Regions from separate parts of the Mus musculus genome. Here region 2 is linked to region 1. A link is a contact called in public Micro-C data. All regions are on one chromosome and are shown on one strand. The core of a region is the stretch at or near the end of the contact, and the rest is flanking DNA. Distances in the headings are between cores, read along the strand shown.

What was found. A called contact is a pair of places that touch in the nucleus more often than the background predicts.
Region 2: a Micro-C map of embryonic stem cells shows a contact between it and region 1, with 26 times the contacts expected there. The contact joins the promoter of Hmx3 here to the promoter of Denn2b in region 1. A contact is called at or near these places in 2 of 39 promoter capture datasets (both in embryonic stem cells), 5 of 484 Hi-C or Micro-C datasets (all in embryonic stem cells) and 2 of 115 datasets of contacts at active chromatin or transcription factors (both in embryonic stem cells).

Annotation. Positions count from the first base shown.
Region 1 is chr7:109,614,562-109,619,499 of GRCm38.p6, reverse strand. It overlaps Denn2b (DENN domain containing 2B), which reads left to right and starts at 2,353. Exons shown (of 20, transcript NM_001001326.1): 1 at 2,353-2,442.
Region 2 is chr7:131,540,667-131,545,604 of GRCm38.p6, reverse strand. It overlaps Hmx3 (H6 homeobox 3), which reads right to left and starts at 2,642. Exons shown (of 2, transcript NM_008257.3): 1 at 2,243-2,642; 2 at 669-1,640. The coding sequence starts at 2,642. The coding sequence ends at 970.

The DNA of each region.
Region 1 (4,938 bases), core at 1,104-3,603:
TTGTTTATTTTTAAAGATTTATTTATGTATATTAGTATTTTGCCTGTGTGTGTGTTTGTGTAAAATTCGTGTGCCATGGAGGTTGGAAGAGGGTATCGGATCTCCTGGAACTGGAGTTATGGATGGTTGTAAGTCATCATGTGGGTGCTAGGAACCAAACCTGGTTCCTCTGCAAAAGTAACTATGTTCTTAGCCATTGAGCAATCTCTCTAACCCTATAGCCCTTATTTTTAATTTTGAGACAAGATTTCATTGAATTACCCAGACTGCCCTCTGTAGCCAAGGCAGTTGGTGACATTGCAGTTTACTTCAGCCTCCTGAGAAATTGGTATTACAAGCTTGACTGACCCACTGGCAGACAACGTGGGTCTGTACAATCCTCCTTCAGAAAAAGCCAATCAGGCGTGATCTGAATCCAGTCCTGCAGAGGCAACAGAGGAAGTCGGCTGGCCTTGCTTCTTTCCAGTTCCAGGAGCTCATATGCAACAGAAGGGTTCTGGTCTCCCCAATTCAGGCCCCAACTTTATTCTTTCTAAGGACAAGATACCAAAGAATCTCTAACTCCGGTGTGCCGCTAGGGGGAGCATGGCCTGCGTTGTGTGTCTGGTCTTAGGGCTTTTAACATTTAGATTACTTTAGTGACTGACTTTCTGCTTTGGTAGCCTGACTCACACTGTTTGACTGGAAGGGTCCCAGAAAATTTTAGTTGATATTGTCAACTCCAGTGAATTTGATCTTATTGTAGAAAGGGGTGGACTTGCCTCATCTGGGTTCGGAGACTAGGCAGGTGTGTGTTCCTTGGGTTCAGATAAAGAGCAGAATTTGCTGTGTTTAAGAGGAAAGAGAAACAGAGCTTTAGTGATACTGAATTCCTATGCAGATGTGGGGATTCTGGGCTTATCACTACTTAAGGATCTGTAGTAGTCTGCCATTTCTACTTGGGTTTTATGTCGTGTTTTTGTGTATTATCTTCAGCATATATTTGTGAGTTAAATTCAAGTCAACCAAAGTCTGGTTTTGGGAATTTTGTAGCATACTGAAGGTGAGTCAACATCACAAGGAATTCTGCAAGGGATAAGCGTTACAGATTCCATCAGGGCCCCCCCACCCCTCCCCCAGCATTATTTTGAGGAGCAGCATTGGAGAATGGCCTCCTTGAGCCTCATTGTCTTCATCCTCATCAGCCTCCACCTTCCCACATGCAGTCAATCCATTTACCAACCCCGAGTTCTACTTGAAAAATATATCTACTAGATTGGTGGAGGAGAGGTACTAACAATTGGGGGGTGGTGGATGAGAGCTGAGTGCCTAATTTGAAGTGTTTTTGACTAATAGCACCTTGACACTGCACCTCACACCCTAGTCCTCTGCCACCCCAGTATGAGATATATTCATAGAAAGTAGAAAGTCGGGAGGAGGCTGGCTCAGTGACAGGTGGCCAGTTGGCGATGAGGTCAGGCACTGCTAAGGTCTTGTGACTCTAGCTCTGGTATTCTTGGCAACTGTTCTGCTTAATGTATGCCAGAAAGTTGAAAGGCTTGGACACTGGTTTTGGATCTCTCATTTCCTGGTTCAGTAAATGGGAGCAAGTAATTTAACTTTACTTTAGATACATTTTTAAAATGTGTTAAATTAATATAACACCAGTCGTAACTTTTAGGACTACTCTGTCAGAGAAAAAAATGAACCAGGATTTGGGAGGTTATTTTGGGAAGATGTAAGATAGTACTTGGGGGTAGGGCAGGGCATTTTTTCTCTAGTTTGCAGCAGATATTGTGCATGTCATAGATGTTATCGGTCATTAAATCTTTGGGCTAGAAGGGTGGCAGATAGATTTACCTTAACAGGACTTAGATAGAGTCTTCACTTTCCCTTGGAGGCCCACACTTGTGGTTCTTAGAAAATGAGCTGGTTTTCAAGATCAGGCTTCTGTGTACTTTATAGCAAAACATAAAGGACTAGGAGACCCTTGACTTGTCTCTACTCTCAGTTCCTAACTAGTTAGGTAAGTGTGGATCAAGTATCTGATCTCTCTGGGCCTCAGTGATCCCATCTATAAAATGGTAGCAAACCTATCTGACCAGTGTGTTAAGAGCATCAAACAAACTAGTACATCTATTTTGAGAGGGTTAGGCAGCATCCAAGCAAAAGTATACATAGGGCTACTAAAAGGGCCTTCTGTGTCCCAGGTACGGCCCTGGCACTTGTACAGTTTCTCATTGGAGGCCTGGGCTGTGGATCTTTTGTTCAGAGAGGAGGCTGTTTGCATTGTGTTTGATGTCCTGGCTCTGACTGTAGACTTAAACAGTGTTCCTCCTAATCCTGATCTAGTTTGTTTCTTCTCCTTTGCAGGAAGACAAGAGACTGCTTGGGCTCTGGCACTAGTACCATGGGACCCTGTACTGGCTAAAAGCTGTCTCCAGGACCTGAACAGTCAACAAGGTAACCAGAGAGGCCAGTCTAGGCCAGCTTCTAGGATGTGAACTGTGTTTCTGCCCCAAATGCTCCTGAAAAATCCCAAGCGAACAAACAAGTTGAGGCAGCACGCATCAGGGTCCCTCCTCATTCCGCTGCTGCTGCAGGACCCAGAGGAAGTGCTTGCTTCCCCTCCAAGCCTTCAGCTAGCTCCCTCCCCTTTGGCAGGGATTCTTCCAAGTTATAAAAGCTGAGACACTAGAGGGGAGGAAAACAAGTCCACTCACTGTCCTCACCCTTCTCCCCTCTGGGTTGTTGCAGCAAGTTCCCAGGAACAGACCTGGGCTCCTGGTTGACTGGAAGGGAGGTAGGAGGAGTGGAATGCATGCATAAACTGAGCCGATCAAAAGACCGCGCTGTTTCAAGGCCGGCTAGAACTCAGAGAATGTGTAGAAGCACGCGCACGCATAAACGTGCGCGTGCTAGCTCGCTCCTGGGACACCGGGTTGAGGGAGAGCGCCTAGCTGAGTGAGAGCAAGCCTGCAAGCGTGTGTGCAGCCTAGGACAGGTCTCCATGACAACCAGCCTGACTGGCTAGCTGCGCTAGCTCTGCTCACTTGGCTGGAAGGAGTGTCTTGAAAGGTCAGAGGAAGGAGCTGTGGGAAGTTCGCAGCAGGTACTGGAGCTTAAGCCAGTGGATCTGGGGGCCCTGGGCTCCCTAAGCGACTGTGGTGTGAGCCAGCCTCTGTGGAGAATGGAGTGGGCAAGAAATCACCCGGACTACCAGGTAAGGGCACCTCTGAGCCCCTTGCTTTGAGTCGGGCTGTTTATGGCAGGCCAGTGTCTGTGCTCTTCACTTCAGAGTTTGGGGGTCGAGAATGATGTCATACTCCAACAGTTGGATTCTATTAGCTCCGGGAGGAGGAGGGAAACTGCCAATTTTCTTGACTTTGCAAATCTAGCTAATCTCACTCTGGCTGAATCGGAGATGTTTAGGCTTCACTCTGCTTTTATTTAGCACAAAGCCACTGGATATTTTCACAGGAAGGTTCTTTTATAGGAAAATGAGTTCTCATCGCTCTAGCACTGTTGAAGTTCTTATGTGGAAACTTTTGAGCAGCTTGGTCGGTTTTACCTCGTGCTCTCTTATCTCCATGCTGCTATGTCTGACTTGTAACAACAATCAAAGTAGCTAATGAAGCTCAGAGAGGAGCCTGCAGTGAGTTTCAAGTCCATCTGGGACACTTGACAGGGCAGAGGGACTGGCACAACAATATCTGAGCGGGGGCCTTGCACTGTCTATGAAGTAGCTTTGGAAATAGGAAACAACCCCCTCCCCATTAATGATGCCCATCACAGGGTTTCTTGAGTTGTGGAGGGGACTTTCTTGGGTTTTGGGGACTTGCAAATATCTGTCTCATCCAGATGTTGCAGAGAGCTGTCTTAACACTACAGCTACGGGGAGCTGGGAACTTGAAGGACTATGCTGTATGATCCCTTTTGCTCCTATTTTAACCAAATCCCAGCACACACAGTGTCCAGTCATGCATGCCTTGTCCTAAATTTCAGAGGAGTGATGTGTGGTAAACACAGCGTGTCTAGGAAAGGAAAGCCTTCCAGAAAGGTAGTTTTATAGGTGTTAAAGTAGTCAGGCCATCCATAATGTTAAGAGAAAGATGAGAGTTGCGGACTCTCCTGCAGGAAAGCCCCTTAAGAAATGCACTTCACTTCAGCCATGTTACATCTTCCACTTACTCCTGGCCTCAAGGAACTTTGTGGAAGCTTTTAGTTTCTCAGTGGGGCCAGGGAACAGCTGTTGTTCCTGGCTCTTTGGTTTTTCCTTCTTGAACTTTCTGAACAGTGTGTCTTTTGTGTCCGAGCAAACAATAAGGGGGCCTTCTGATTAACTTCGGGTCAGCTTGCCAGTACAAGCGCTGGCTCTACCACTGGTTCTGGCAGCCTGAATGTATACTGTATGCATCAGTTTTGTGGCCCGAGGGTCTGCCAGTGTGAACAACATGGCCTCTGGACCTCAGATAACCTTCTTTCACAGTTAATTCCTCTTTCTTCCACACTCTCAGAGTCCTCTGCTTGGGGGGAATCTGGGCTATGGGTCAGGATTAAAGGTGGAGTTCTGAGGAAGAAATGTCTGTGAGGTTCTGCTGCATTCTGCTGCATGCTGGGAAGTCCCTCGGATTATTAGCTGTGAGATGGAGATGATGGTAATAGTTATTATCATGTACTATTGAGAGGAGGCCAGTGGGATGGTTGCCGTGAAACAGTTGTAAACAAATCAACAAATCTACATAATACAATATGTTAGAGCATGAGGCTTAAGGAATGGCCTGACTTCTCTGCAAAGTCACTTTGCCTCTTTCTTCTGGTTCCCTCATTTATAAAGCACCTTCTATTCAGATGCAGTTATAAATCAAAATTAGATAAACCTCACAAGCCTTCTTTGAGATATTTAAGGAAACCAATGGTGCTTTTTTTTTTTTCGTTTGGAAATCCAGATAGGATGGA
Region 2 (4,938 bases), core at 1,393-3,892, about 22 Mb before region 1:
AGGGAAATTTTGTACAATATTGCACAGGCCAAAGCACAACGGTTGTTGTAAAGTAAAAACAAAAAAACAAAAAACCGGGAGAGGATAAAATGTATTTTTTTCTACAAAAAAGAAAGTGAGAGAGAGAGAGAGAGAGAGAGAGAGCGTGAGAGAGGAAACCAACTTCTGAAGCAGGCAAAGTAGTAATAGTGATATTACCACTAAATAAATTCGAGGAATAAGTAAGACCACTGCCACTCAGCCAGATATGAAGCTGTTACAGGTCTGGATTTGAGGCTTTTGTGTTTTCCCTTTAAACATTTTGTTTAGTGAATTCTTCAGTCCAAACGGAGATAAATGGAGTTGACTGCCACAGACAGACCAAGTGAGGATCTTACCAGAGGCCGCTCAGATTTTGGAAGGTGGGTGGTGGATAACTGATTGGGTGTGGGGAAAGAACCACACCCAGAAATCCAGAATTAATATGAATTCGATATGAATTCTCCCTCTCTCTCTCTCTCTCTCTCTCTCTCTCTCTCTCTCTCTCTCTCGGGATTTTGAAAATAGTTCCTCAGAAAAATGAATAAACTAAAAAAAAAAGTTGAATTTTTCGCTTATTTTCCTTCTGTAAAAATACACCCTCAGAGCCACAGAGCAATGGTAATTTAAGGGGAGATCTGAACTTTTTTTTTTTTTAAAGAACTTTCAATTGGAAGTTTTGACCTGGTAATTTTGTCGTTCCCCCCTGCCCCACCCCGTTTTCTCTCAATGGTAAGCAAAACCAAAAATAAGAGGAGAAGCGCCTCAAATTCATAGGAATTAATTGCACGAAAATGCATTGCAAATACTTACAAAATGCTATTGGGGGGTGGGAGGCAAGGCAGTGAGCCCAAGGTCGCTGGCCACAGCCCGGCACCCTCGGCCCGGCCCAGTCTCCTCCGGGGTCCCCAAAAGGTGGCCGGGTGCTCACTCCCTGTCCCCTGTCCCATCTCACACCGGCCTTAGTAGGGGCACGGACGAGACCACCGGGTGCGAGTAGTAGACTGGGTGCGGGAAGGTGAGCAGCGGCTGGCTGACTGGCACCGGTGCCCCCGCAGCCGCTGCCGCCCCCTCGGCCGCAGAGTTCTCGTGGTAGAGGATGGGCACGCGTACGATGCGCTGCGCAGCGGCGTGGCTCAGGTTGGCCGCCTCCAGCTCGGCCGCCAGCTGTCGCTTCCACTTGTTGCGGCGATTCTGGAACCAGATCTTGACCTGCGTCTCGGTGAGGTGAAGCGACGCGGCCAGGCCAGCGCGCTCCGAGCTGCTCAGGTAGCGTTTCATGTCGAATGTGGACTCGAGCTGGAAGACCTGGCTGCGCGAGAAGACGGTGCGCGTCTTCTTTTTGCGGCACGCCGGCTTCTTCTCGGGACTCTCGGCGCCCGCCTTCCAGTCCTCTGAGCCCGGTGTCGCCGTAGTCGCCCCTACGGTCGTCCCGGCCGCGCCAGGCACCGCCTCGCCTTCTTTTTTGCCTTCCTCCGAGTCGCTCTCTTCCAGAATGATCTCGTCCGGGCTCTTGGAGTCCAGCTCCTTGTGGTCGGGGTCAGCCTTGAGCAGAGGCTCCGGGGAGTCTCGATCGGTGCCGGACGCAGGGGAGGAGTCTCGCAGGAGGGCCTTTTCCGAGGCTGGGGAGACAGACAAACGGACGCACACACAAGCACAGCGACACAGCCTTGAGCGAGGCAGGGATCTGGGAGCACCAAGCGCAACCCACACGTTGGCCTCGGGCTACTGGCCCTGGGCCTCGGTTCTCCCGTGTCCCCGCTGGGCTGCAGTGGGGCAGAAAGATCTAAGATCTCTTCGCCTTTCTAGGACTGGCCAGGCAATGGTGGGATCAGGGCCGCTCCTTTTATCTCGCGTTTCCCACGCCAGGGGCCAGCGGGAAAATTCTCCACTGCTAAGGTTCAACCCTGCCTTCCAGGCCTCCCCCCCACCCCCCAAGGCCATCCCAAGCCACCCATTCCTGCTGGAGGACAATTTTTTTCCGGGAATCGCAGAGCCCGGGCCTCCAACTGCACTTCTTTTCTCAGCAAGTGGGATTGGTTTCCTTGGCCTCGTAGCCGAGCGGCGCAGGAAAGATGCTGGCTAGAGGCCGAAGGAAGTTAACCAAAACTCTGGTTGGCAGGTGTCGGGGCATCCCTAACTGCAGTGACACCATCTCTGAGAGGGAATGTGACCGGCCCACAGGGAAAGAGGGGAGAACGAAAGTTCAAAGAGAGGTCGGTACCTTCTGGTCGCGGGAGGTGACCGCCGGCGGGGGTCAGGGTGTAGGGGTACCACCAGGCCGGGGAGCGCTCCAGGTAGTGCGCGGGCAGGGCAAACCTCTGCGCTGGGATCTCAAAGCGGGGGAAAGCCAGGTCGCCCACCTGCGAGAGCGCGAAGCCCGCGGCGCCCTCCAGGGCACCTTTGGCTGCGGCGGCCGCAGCGGCGGCGGCGGCGGCAGCAGCCGAGGCCGGAGCAAAGAGCGTTCGTGGGGGCGGCTGAGGCTTCGGGGGCGGCCGGTGATGGTCTCCGTTGAGCAGGTTCCTGATGGAGAACGGGGATTCCTTGGGCGCGGGAGGTTGGGGCGGTGGCTGCGGGGGCGGCGCGCTGGCAGTGCCCGAGGCGTCCGGCCCGGGCTCCGGCATGGTCCCCAGTCCTCCGGGTCCCACGGAGGGCGGGAGCGGGACAGGCGGGCGGCGGGCGGCGGGGCGAGCAGGCTAGGGGCCGGAAATCAGACCATAAACGGAACTCAACTACGGGGCTCAAAGTCGGGGGCCGCCCCGGGCGCGAATCGAGCCGCGGGAGGGCGGGGTGGGGACCGGGCCGGGGCGGGCTCGCATGGGGGGAGGGGTCCAGAGGGGCGGGGAGCGGACCTGCCTCTGCGCCGAGGGAGCGAGGGGGCCGGTAGGAGCTGCGGCTCCCCGGGAGGAGGCTGCGAGAGCGGTCCCCGGCTTGGGGATGCGTCAATCCGGCGCCGGATGCTAATGATGAAATCAAAATGTCATCCAAGTTAAATGCGGGGAGTATACGGCGATTGGGCGCGTACAATGGCAAATGGGATTAGGCCGGCCAAGGCGCAGCCGAGCCCAGGCCCCGCAGCCGCCTCCTCTACCGCCCCCTCCTCGCCTTCCCTCGGATTTTGGCGCTTTGGCTTCGGGCTATGAGAGCCCGCCTGTTATTGGCTTTATATAGTCCAATTAGGCAGCAAATGAGGACAAACCTATTAGCACAAAAGGATATTGGCTCTCGCTAAAGAGGCACTCTGAGAGCTCCCACCAAGCGGGAGGCGCGCGAGGGACCTCAAGAAGGAGACGCCCCCGGCGGGCCGGAGCGCACGGACCTGCTCCAGTCTGGAGCAAGCACCTCCCTCTACCCCCTGCAGCTCGGCTGCGGGCTGGCTGCTGTCCGGTCTGCCTGAGGGGGAGGGGCAGAGCAGGCTGGCCTGGGTCACCTCCGGGTTATCCGCGCTAGCAGCGGCCGCTCTCCCACCCCTCCCGGCCTGGCAGAGGCCAGCTGCCCCACGCGGCTGGAAAGCCTTGGCCGTGCGGGTCCAGGAAGTAGGGCGCCTCCCCGGCCCCGAAAGAACTCAGTACTTTCTTTCCCCAAACCTGCTAATCAGGGTGCGGCCAAAAAGAGCTTCCCCGCTCTTCGTCTAGTCGAGAGTCTGCCGACTTAGGAATCCGCGTAGCCTTGGCCTTTGGTCCTGAAAATGGATGAGTGATTCTGAATCTTTCAGGAGTAGGAGTTGGGTATGCGACTCTGTGCACGCGCTTCCCCTGTGCAACTGTCGGGGTAGCGGTGTTTCCTCACTGACAACTGTACTCCGAAGGACACCGCTCTTTTCTTGGTGACTGTGTCCGCGGCTCAAAGATCAACTTTAAGCCTGCGATCTGAACACAGCACTTTCCCCCCAAAGGGTGGCATTTGGAACTGCCTAATGCTTTAATATAGGCGCCAAGAACCGAAGGCGCAGAAGAGTACCTTTCTCGTTTGTGACCCTGGCAACGACACCTGCAGCATGTCCCAAGGGCCTCCAAGTCCCTGGAGAATCTCGGCGGGCCTCTGAGGAATAGCTGGACTCATTCGACCTTAACAGCTCCCTGGGTCAAGCAGGAAGCCGGAGAGACAATCAGTTCAATTCTAGATTTCCATGGGGTCCTTTCCCCTGGTGATAGTTCCTTGGCCCGAGAAAGATGACAATTTGTTCTCAGCCTGGATGAAAATCCCTTCACACCTGAACTTCCTCCGCCTCAGCCCGTTCTTTATCTTTCGGTTGAGTCTTGCCTAATTCAAGCTCCTCTTGCTTACCTAGCGCAGCCTGGACAGTTTTGGGTCCCCAAATGAGAAGTAGGTTTATTTTATTTTTCAGACCTAAGGCACCAGAACCGCCTCTACCAAGTCTTGAAGGTCGTATTTAAAGTTTTGACATCCACCCTCGGTAACGAACCCTACTATTGCCTTGTAAGTAGCGCTTCTATAAATGGTTACTATTATTCCTTTGATTTCGTATAAGGCTTTACTGGAATGCACAGGGGCGCATCATCTAAAATCCGAGTTGGAGCCAATCACAGCTCCGAGGCTCAAGCAGGGTTGGTAATACGCTCAGATTTTATAGAGAAAAGGTGTCCAGAGAGGAGGCTGTACCTAAGACGCCCAAACAGTGTGGGACAAGCAGCGGCCACCCCCACCCACCCACCCAAAGCAGAAATCGTTCTTCTTGAATAGACGACATCGGTTCGGAGCTCACTGCTTGCGCACAGCAAACCTGGCGGCCCACTAGGCTGAGGAGGCTCCCAAGGGTATGTGCGGGTCTGGTGAGGGAGAAGCTGCAGACGTGTGCACGCTTGCTAAAGTTCTGATGTACAAGGACTCTTTTAAATTAGGGAAAGAGGAAACACTTTCCACTTCTCGGAAAGGTGGTCGTTGTGAGTCAGTGCTACC